2 separate regions of the Oryctolagus cuniculus genome follow, and region 1 is linked to region 2. A link is a contact called in public Hi-C data. All regions are on one chromosome and are shown on one strand. The core of a region is the stretch at or near the end of the contact, and the rest is flanking DNA. Distances in the headings are between cores, read along the strand shown.

Region 1 (3,343 bases), core at 809-3,308, 190 kb before region 2:
AAGGTACCACGGAATGTGCCACCTCTTGGATTCCTTCACTGAGGTGACACCTGACGCGCTTCTCTCCCAGTATTTCCTGTAAGCTGGAAGGTCAGTCTCAAGTCCTGGTGTGGTTAAGACCCAGCGTGGGATGCCCACTTCCACGTGAGTGCCTGGCTGCGCGTCCTGGCTCCACTTCTGATCCAGCTTCCTGCTAATGCACACCCTGGGATGGGAGGCAGCAGCCATAGCTCATATACCTGGATTCCTGCCACCCACACAGGAGAGCTGGATTGAGTTTGAGGCTCCTGGCTTGGCTACTGCAGGCATTTGGGGAGTGAGCCAGTGAACAGAAGATCTGTCTGTCTCCCTTCTGTGCCCTTTTGACTTTCAAATAGAATGCAATTTTAAAAATGTGATGTATCGATATGATTCAGGTTCAAGACTTTTACCCAGCACTCCTCATAGACAATGCTGGGTACTCAGCTCCTGGCTATCACCCCAGGAGGGATGCCAGGTCCACAGCCCGCCGAGACCGACCGCTGGGTCAAGGCGGTGCTGGCTGGGTCTCAGAGTGAGGCTGCTCTCAATCCTGGAGACAACAAGCAACTGTGATATGGGACGTGGACCCTCCTGGCTCTGGAGCTCACGGGCAGCCTCCCACTGCATGCTCCCAGCATCTGCCGAGGAGTCTTGCTGGGATGGGTCACCCCACAGGGGCTGCAAGTGCTCATTTCCCAGTGCCTATTTCTCTTCCTTTAGTAGCTGGCACGCTCCGGAAACAAAGACGACGGAAACACGGGAGGGGTGTGTGTGTGAGAGAGACAGACCCTTTCCCTTGGATGGCCTGGTTTCCGCAGAAACTGTTGGTAAGTGGCAGTATATTTTAAACGCTCAGAGTCAAAGTCACGCTTGTCCCAGAGTTCTCCCTCCGCACGCAGCCCCAGGAATTGTCTGCCGGAGCCTGGGAAGGGGGGGGGTGGGAGCACAGCGCATGTGTTGCACCCCTGCTCCGCAGAGCCCTTCTCCGGTCAGCTGATCCTAAATGCCAGGTGAAAAGGTGCCAAGCTGTGTCTCAGCACAGATCCGGGTATCTGCATTACAGGTTTGGCGCTAACCTTCCCTCTCACTGGAAGGCTCTCCTAGCTGGGTTTTCCCAGGAAGACTGCCGATTCCACTCGCTGCTAGAATTCAGTGCTGCACATTTTTCTTTGGCTGAGAATTTTACTTTAAGCACTGCAAGGCGAACTCTTCATTCCCCAGCTCGAAGTGAACAACTCCCTCCCTCCCGCAGGCTGCGCCTTCCCCTGGCCGGGCCTGCTGCTAGCACAAAACCCCGGGCTCCATCCAGCCAAGCCGCACAAGCTCGCCCTGCGCTCTTCTGTGCGTCCTCATGAGCCCAGGCGGCACGCAGCTTCCTCACTGCCACGGCCGCCCGCGGGGGTTCCTGCATCTCCGGGCTTTCTCGCCTCCCTGATCTCCCAGGGCTGCTGTGGGGCGCTCTCTTCCTGAAATCACACGCAGCCCGCCCTGCCCTCTCTTTGACCCTTTTGCCGCCACGCTGCAACCTAAGCTCCCATCTAATTGCTGCTCTGCCTGGCTCAGCAGAACCTGACCTCTTGCCGGGTCCCTCTCTTAAAGCGACTGTTTCTCATTACGTTCGCCTGGTCTGAGCTTTTCCCGGGTTTGCCTCCTCTTCTTCAGGCATCTGAGGCAGCAGGTTCCAGTACGCCGCAGCCTCTGGGGAGAGAGGGGTCTGGGCTAGGAGCCTCCAGCCACGACGCCAGCGTGGCTCCCTCCGGATGCAACTTCCAGCTTCGGCCGCAACGTGAACACTCGTCGTGCCCAGAAAGCTGCCCGGCCTTGCTCTAGACTTTCGTCTGCCAGCCTGTCGTCGTCCAACCCACCCCACGCAAACACAACGTGTTCTCTTTAACACTGAAGGCCCAGAGCCTCCGCCCAGAAAGGGAAGTTGAAAGCCAAGTTCCAGGCAGCCAGCGGCTCCTGAGATCTGACCAGCAACCTGGCGGGAAGCCCGGCTGTGCCCAGCCAGCGCCAGTGGGGGCTCCTCTCAGAGCCCTGCGAGGAGGTGGCCTCCGAGGCGCAGCTGATCCTTCCCTTAAAAAGAAAGTCTTCACGGGTCTGGGAGGAGAGGGAAAACGCAGTGTGATAAGCATGCCAATGAAAAGGAGGGGAGTTTGCCAGCACTCAGCTTTGCTAGCCAAAAAAGAAAAAAAAAAAAAGAGTCATCTATAAAAAGCACTGGAAGGCTTCTGCTTCCAGCCTGGGGCCACCGCCAGAGAGACAGATTTCTCTCCCTCAGCTCAGCTTCTTCCAGGCGCTTTCCTTGTCTGTCTGGGACACAAACTGGGGGTGGTCAGAGGAAGCTGCAGGCACGGGCCCTGGGAGCCGATGCAGCCTGCACCCTGCTGATGGGGTTGCAGCAGGGAGACCCCACTCGGTCCCCAGCCTGGCAGGTCCTGGAGGCCAGATCAGGGGCTCCCTGCTGCTTTTGCTGTCACCTCCTTTTCCTCCCCTTTGCCTCCTTTTCCCAGTGACAAAGCGGCCAAGGGCATCCAGGCCTGAGGCTGCCTCCCCGTCACTCCGTACTGATCTGTGTGGCTCCACACGTCTGAGTTCTCTCCCACTGCACCGTCCTGATGCGTGACCCCAATGTCTGCAAAAGAAATGGTGCAATCTGCAGGGGCTGCTGTGGAGAGGAATAAATCAGGATGTAAATAAACCCGCCAGAGTAGGGGGTGCTGGGACTTCGCACAATGGCGATAACGTGTTCCGGAAGATGGATTTGCAGTGTTGCTGGTGAGCTCTGCCTGAAGGGCATGGCTCCCGCCTGGGGCCGCGGGGGGAGAGAGAGCGAGCCGAGCCGTGCGGAAATTCCCTCGTGGGGCCATTGGCCTTAAATAGATTCCAGGAGCCGACCTAATTGCTGGTTCAGTCTCGTGCTTTGATTTCCCTTCTCTCAATTCCTTGCATCCCATGTGGTCTTGGTGAAGCGGCCCTGAGCTGCCCTCAGTCCTACTGAGGACCTTTCTGGCCTTGTGACGGGCTCTGTAGGAGACTCGGTGCAGGAATCCTGCCCTGGGAAGCACCAGAGGTTGCCAAACTGGGAGGCCAAGCCGTGCCGGCAGTTTCCAGGGAAGAGGCAGGTGAAGGTTCCCGCGGGGACTCAGAAGCACAGGCAGCTTTCCCTGCTCCAGCCCAGAGCCCTGTTGCTACTGGGATGGCGCCCGGCAGGAGGGAGAACTTCCTGTCTTATGGGGTCTTCGTGTACCACCTGGCCAGCACGCAAGGCCTCCGCCAAAGCCCTCTGCGGTCCGGCCCGGTGACTACCTCCCACCCTCTT
Region 2 (3,837 bases), core at 225-2,724:
CACTCCCCAAATGCCTGCAACAGGTAAGACTGGGCCAGACTGAAGCGAGGAGCCTGGATCTCCATCCAGGGTTTGCCTGTGAGTGACAGGGACACAGTATTTGAGCCTCTCCTGCTGCCCTTCAGGGTGCAATTTAGCAGGATTGAAAGCAGAGCTGAGACTTGAACACATGTACTCTGATATGGGATGCCAGTGTCAAAAGTAGCATCTTAATGGCTGTGCCAAATGCCCGTCCCCTGTTTACATTCTTCTAGTATATTATCCCTATTGACAGTATTCACTTTGTAAACTTCACTTTTTGAAGGCTTTATTTAAATAAGCAAATTATTTACAGTTGTTTTGTAATCCTGTCTTGGGACCTGAATCATTTTGGATTGGTTTGCAGTTCTTCTTAGATTTTTATTGCATCAATGGTCATTTTTAATGGCTTTCAAATAAATTCCACATTTTACAAGCTTGAAATAATTTTCTAATACTTATGTAAATTTATTCTGAACCACAATAGCCTCATTTCCATGGTAACTAACCACTTTCAGGTACTCTAGAAGAGACGAATGTCCATGTGAAATAAAATGAAGTGTGATGTAAAATTAAACTCACGTCTGTGTGGAATACAGATGCGTGATTTCTGACCGCAAGAAGGCGGCAGACCGAGGAGCCACCCACATACCTAAAGATCTTGCCTGTGTATGGTGTTTGTGCGTCAGGGCAGGGCAGGGCAGCTGAGAACTCAGATCTCCTGCGGCTTTGGTTCCCGGGTGACCTCCCTGAGGCAGGGGGACTTTGTGTGAGGGACAGCTGCTGTCAGGATGTCAGAGGCAGCAGGGGAGAGGGGATCGGGTTCCTGGATCCCGGCCACCTCCGTGGGAGGCCTGGACAGTGTGCCAGGACCCAGCCTGGCTCTTTGGGCATTTAGGGAAGTGAACCAGTGTGTGGAATCTGTTCCCTCCTCTTCCCCCTCCCCCTCCCTTCCCCCTCCCCTCCCTCTCCCCTCCCAGGGAGATGCCTGGGAGATGCCTCACGGATGTCGTTTCTGTGGTGGTGCTGAGGGGAAGGTGGGTGGTGCAGGGCCTGTGGGGAGCAGGCCTCAGCCCCTGTCCCTGAGGTGCACAGCGTCTTCCCTTTCTAAGCCCTCTGGGCTAATCTGCTGTCTTTGACTTCTTTTTTGCCTGGTTGTCTGGATTCTGCTTTGTGCTTCAGTCATTCCGATGAACACCTCAGATGGCTCCGTTTTGATGTTGTGGTGTGCCACTAGCCCTCAGATGACCCGTGGCCTCACCCCGTTCCCCGGGCCACTGTAGCTTCTTAGGGGATCCCCTACGTGTGTGCGTGCTGGACTCCTGGCTGTCTGGGACGTACACGGACACAGGGTTGGTACATGCTCTTCATTATTTAAAAAGCAGGATTGCACCCTGAGGGCAAAGCCGGGCCTCTGTGTCCACAGACAGTGAGAAGGTTCTTGACATTGCTTCTTAGCTCGTCTTTCTTGACCTCGGTGTTCAAGCGTCCCTAAGTTTGCCCTCTCTGGGTCTTGTTGATTAGCTTAGCTTGAGCCAGTATCTGGTTCAGCTTCATTGAGGAAATGACTTCTATTTGCTGTCTTTTATTGAACCGTATTTGTTTTACTTCATGCGATGTTTCCAGATTCGCTGTCTTTGGTCGAGAGAGAGGCCAGGAAGAATTTCAGTGATGTCAGTTACACTGCAAGCACGCTTCGTATATTAGATAGACCAATCTCTTAGACTTTCCCTTCTCTTATTTTAGTTCCTTTCCTTGTTATTCATTAGGCAGATGTAGGATTAGGACCAGCGGAGAAGGTGGAGCAGGTTCAAGAATTAAAAATGACTTCTTTCTTTCTTAAAATTAAACCCAGAAGCTGCAGTGTGGGCATTGGCAAGATAATCTGGGGAAATAATTATCCAGAACAAATTTCTGCTTGATCTTACGTTTCTTTCCCTGTGCCCTCGCCCACCCGGCACTGCTGAGTGTGTACCCAGGGCGGTTTCAAGTATCTCGGTTTGCAGTCACGTGGGGCCGCCCCCTCAGGTGCCAGCAGGACAGGACTGCCTTCTCTCAGACGGCGGTCACTCTCACTTGTCGGGAGCAGAGGGCTGCGTTCTGAGCGCTTCTGATGAAGGGCAGCCTGAACCTGAACCTGAACCTGTCCTGCTCTTCCCTAGTCCTTGTGAATGGAACCTCAGACATCCCTTAGGTTGGGATCATGTCGGTGCTTTCAGGTTTTTAGGGTGTTGCGGGAAGTCCAGGAAACTCAAGAGCAGTCATACTGGGAAGCCAGATATTTAAAATGGGCAGACACGAACCTGCTCCAGTGGAAGCTGGGCGGGATAGTAGAGCGACCACACTCTCGTCCCTCCATTCCTTCTGGGATTTTGTTTTTCTTGTCAGGGATTACATATATAGTTTCAGTGATCACCTTAAAAGCGACATCAGAGTTCTTTTTCAAGCCATGTTTATTCCGTGCCGACCACAGAGAGGCAAGAGACGGAAGGCAGCGTCACCAGAGATGCAGTGGCACATGCGCCCAGGCCTCCCCCCCGAGGGTGTGCGGGCTGACCCAGAGAAGTGACGCGCGTTTCCTGTCAGGTGTCAGCGCTGTCCCCAAGACTCGCTCAGACGATCTCGGTGACTTCGTGCAGAAAGCTGAAGGGAAAAGTGGCACCTGATCGTTTTTACAGATAAGTCCATTCCTTTTTTTTGGTAAGGATTTTTTTTATTATTATTATTTGAAAGCCAGAGTCACAGAGAGGCAGAGGCAGAGAGAGAGAGGTCTTCCATCTGCTGGTTCACTCCCCAAATGGCCGCAACGGCCGGAGCTGGGCTGATCTGAAGCCAGGAGCTTCTTCTGGGTCTCCCACGTGGGTGCAGGGGCCAAGCACTTGGGCCCTCTTCTACTTCTACTGCTTTCTCAGGCCATAGCAGAGAGCTGATCGGAAGTAGAGCAGCTGGAACCTGAACCTGCGCCCATACGGGATGGCGGCACTGCAGGCGGCAGCTTTGCCTGCTACGCCACAGTGCCGGAAGTTCATTCCTTGAATTGGCAGTCATAGTCTAAGCATTTAAAAAAGTATTCTGGAAAGTAATTTTTATGTGTAAGTTCTAACTCAGTAAGGATCATGGGCCTAGCTGGTTTTCTTCTCTTGTATTTTGGAAGCAGAGTTTCTGTGCCCAGAGTCTGACTTATGACCCTGAGAAATGACTGGAGTCACCTGGGTCTCCTGTGCCGTCTCCAGCACCGCACCCGTGGTCGAGACCCTGATGTCTGTCCTCCGTTTCTCTTCTGTCTTATTTATTTATTTAACAGAGTTATAGACAGTGAGAGAGACAGACAGAAAGGTCCTCCCTCCGTTGGTTTACTCCCCACACGGCCGCCACGGCTGGTGCTGCGCCAGTCTGAAGCCAGGAGCCAGGTGCGTCCTCCCAGTCTCCCATGCGGGTGCAGGGATCCAAGCACTTGGGCCATCCTCCACTGCCTTCCCGGGCCACAGCAGAGAGCTGGACTGGAAGAGGAGCAACCAGGACTAGAACCCGGCACCCATATGGGATGCTGGCGCCGCAGGTGGAGGATTAACCAAGTGAGCCACGGAACCAGCCCCTCTATTCTGTCTTACATTGCATTGTTCTTTCTTACAACTGGGTCTCATAGTAGTGCTTTTTTTATTATTATTATTTGTTTAAAGATTTTATTTGAGAGGGAGAGTTACAGAGAGAGGGACAGAGAGAAAGGTCTTCCATCCACTGGTTTATTCCTCAAATGGCTGCAATAGCCGGACCTGAGCTGATTCAAAGTCAGAATTTTCTTCCCTGTCTCCCACGTGG

What was found. Hi-C and Micro-C count contacts between places; a contact is called where the count stands out from the background.
Region 1: a contact with region 2 is called in a Hi-C map of psoas muscle, with 6 times the contacts expected there. The contact joins two enhancer-like sites. A contact is called at or near these places in 3 of 6 Hi-C or Micro-C datasets (ear pinna, psoas muscle and an unstated tissue).

What each region holds. Positions count from the first base shown.
Region 1 is chr12:110,321,211-110,324,553 of mOryCun1.1, reverse strand. No RefSeq gene overlaps it. Among named protein-coding and RNA genes, the nearest start is that of NEO1, 88 kb to the right of the region's middle. Within about 2 kb of position 2,058, at least 5 of the 8 cell types and tissues checked have an H3K27ac peak or open chromatin away from gene starts, as enhancers often do.
Region 2 is chr12:110,127,613-110,131,449 of mOryCun1.1, reverse strand. The region is part of intron 5 of NEO1 (neogenin 1); the gene reads left to right. Among named protein-coding and RNA genes, the nearest start is that of NEO1, 110 kb to the left of the region's middle. Within about 2 kb of position 1,474, at least 1 of the 8 cell types and tissues checked has an H3K27ac peak or open chromatin away from gene starts, as enhancers often do.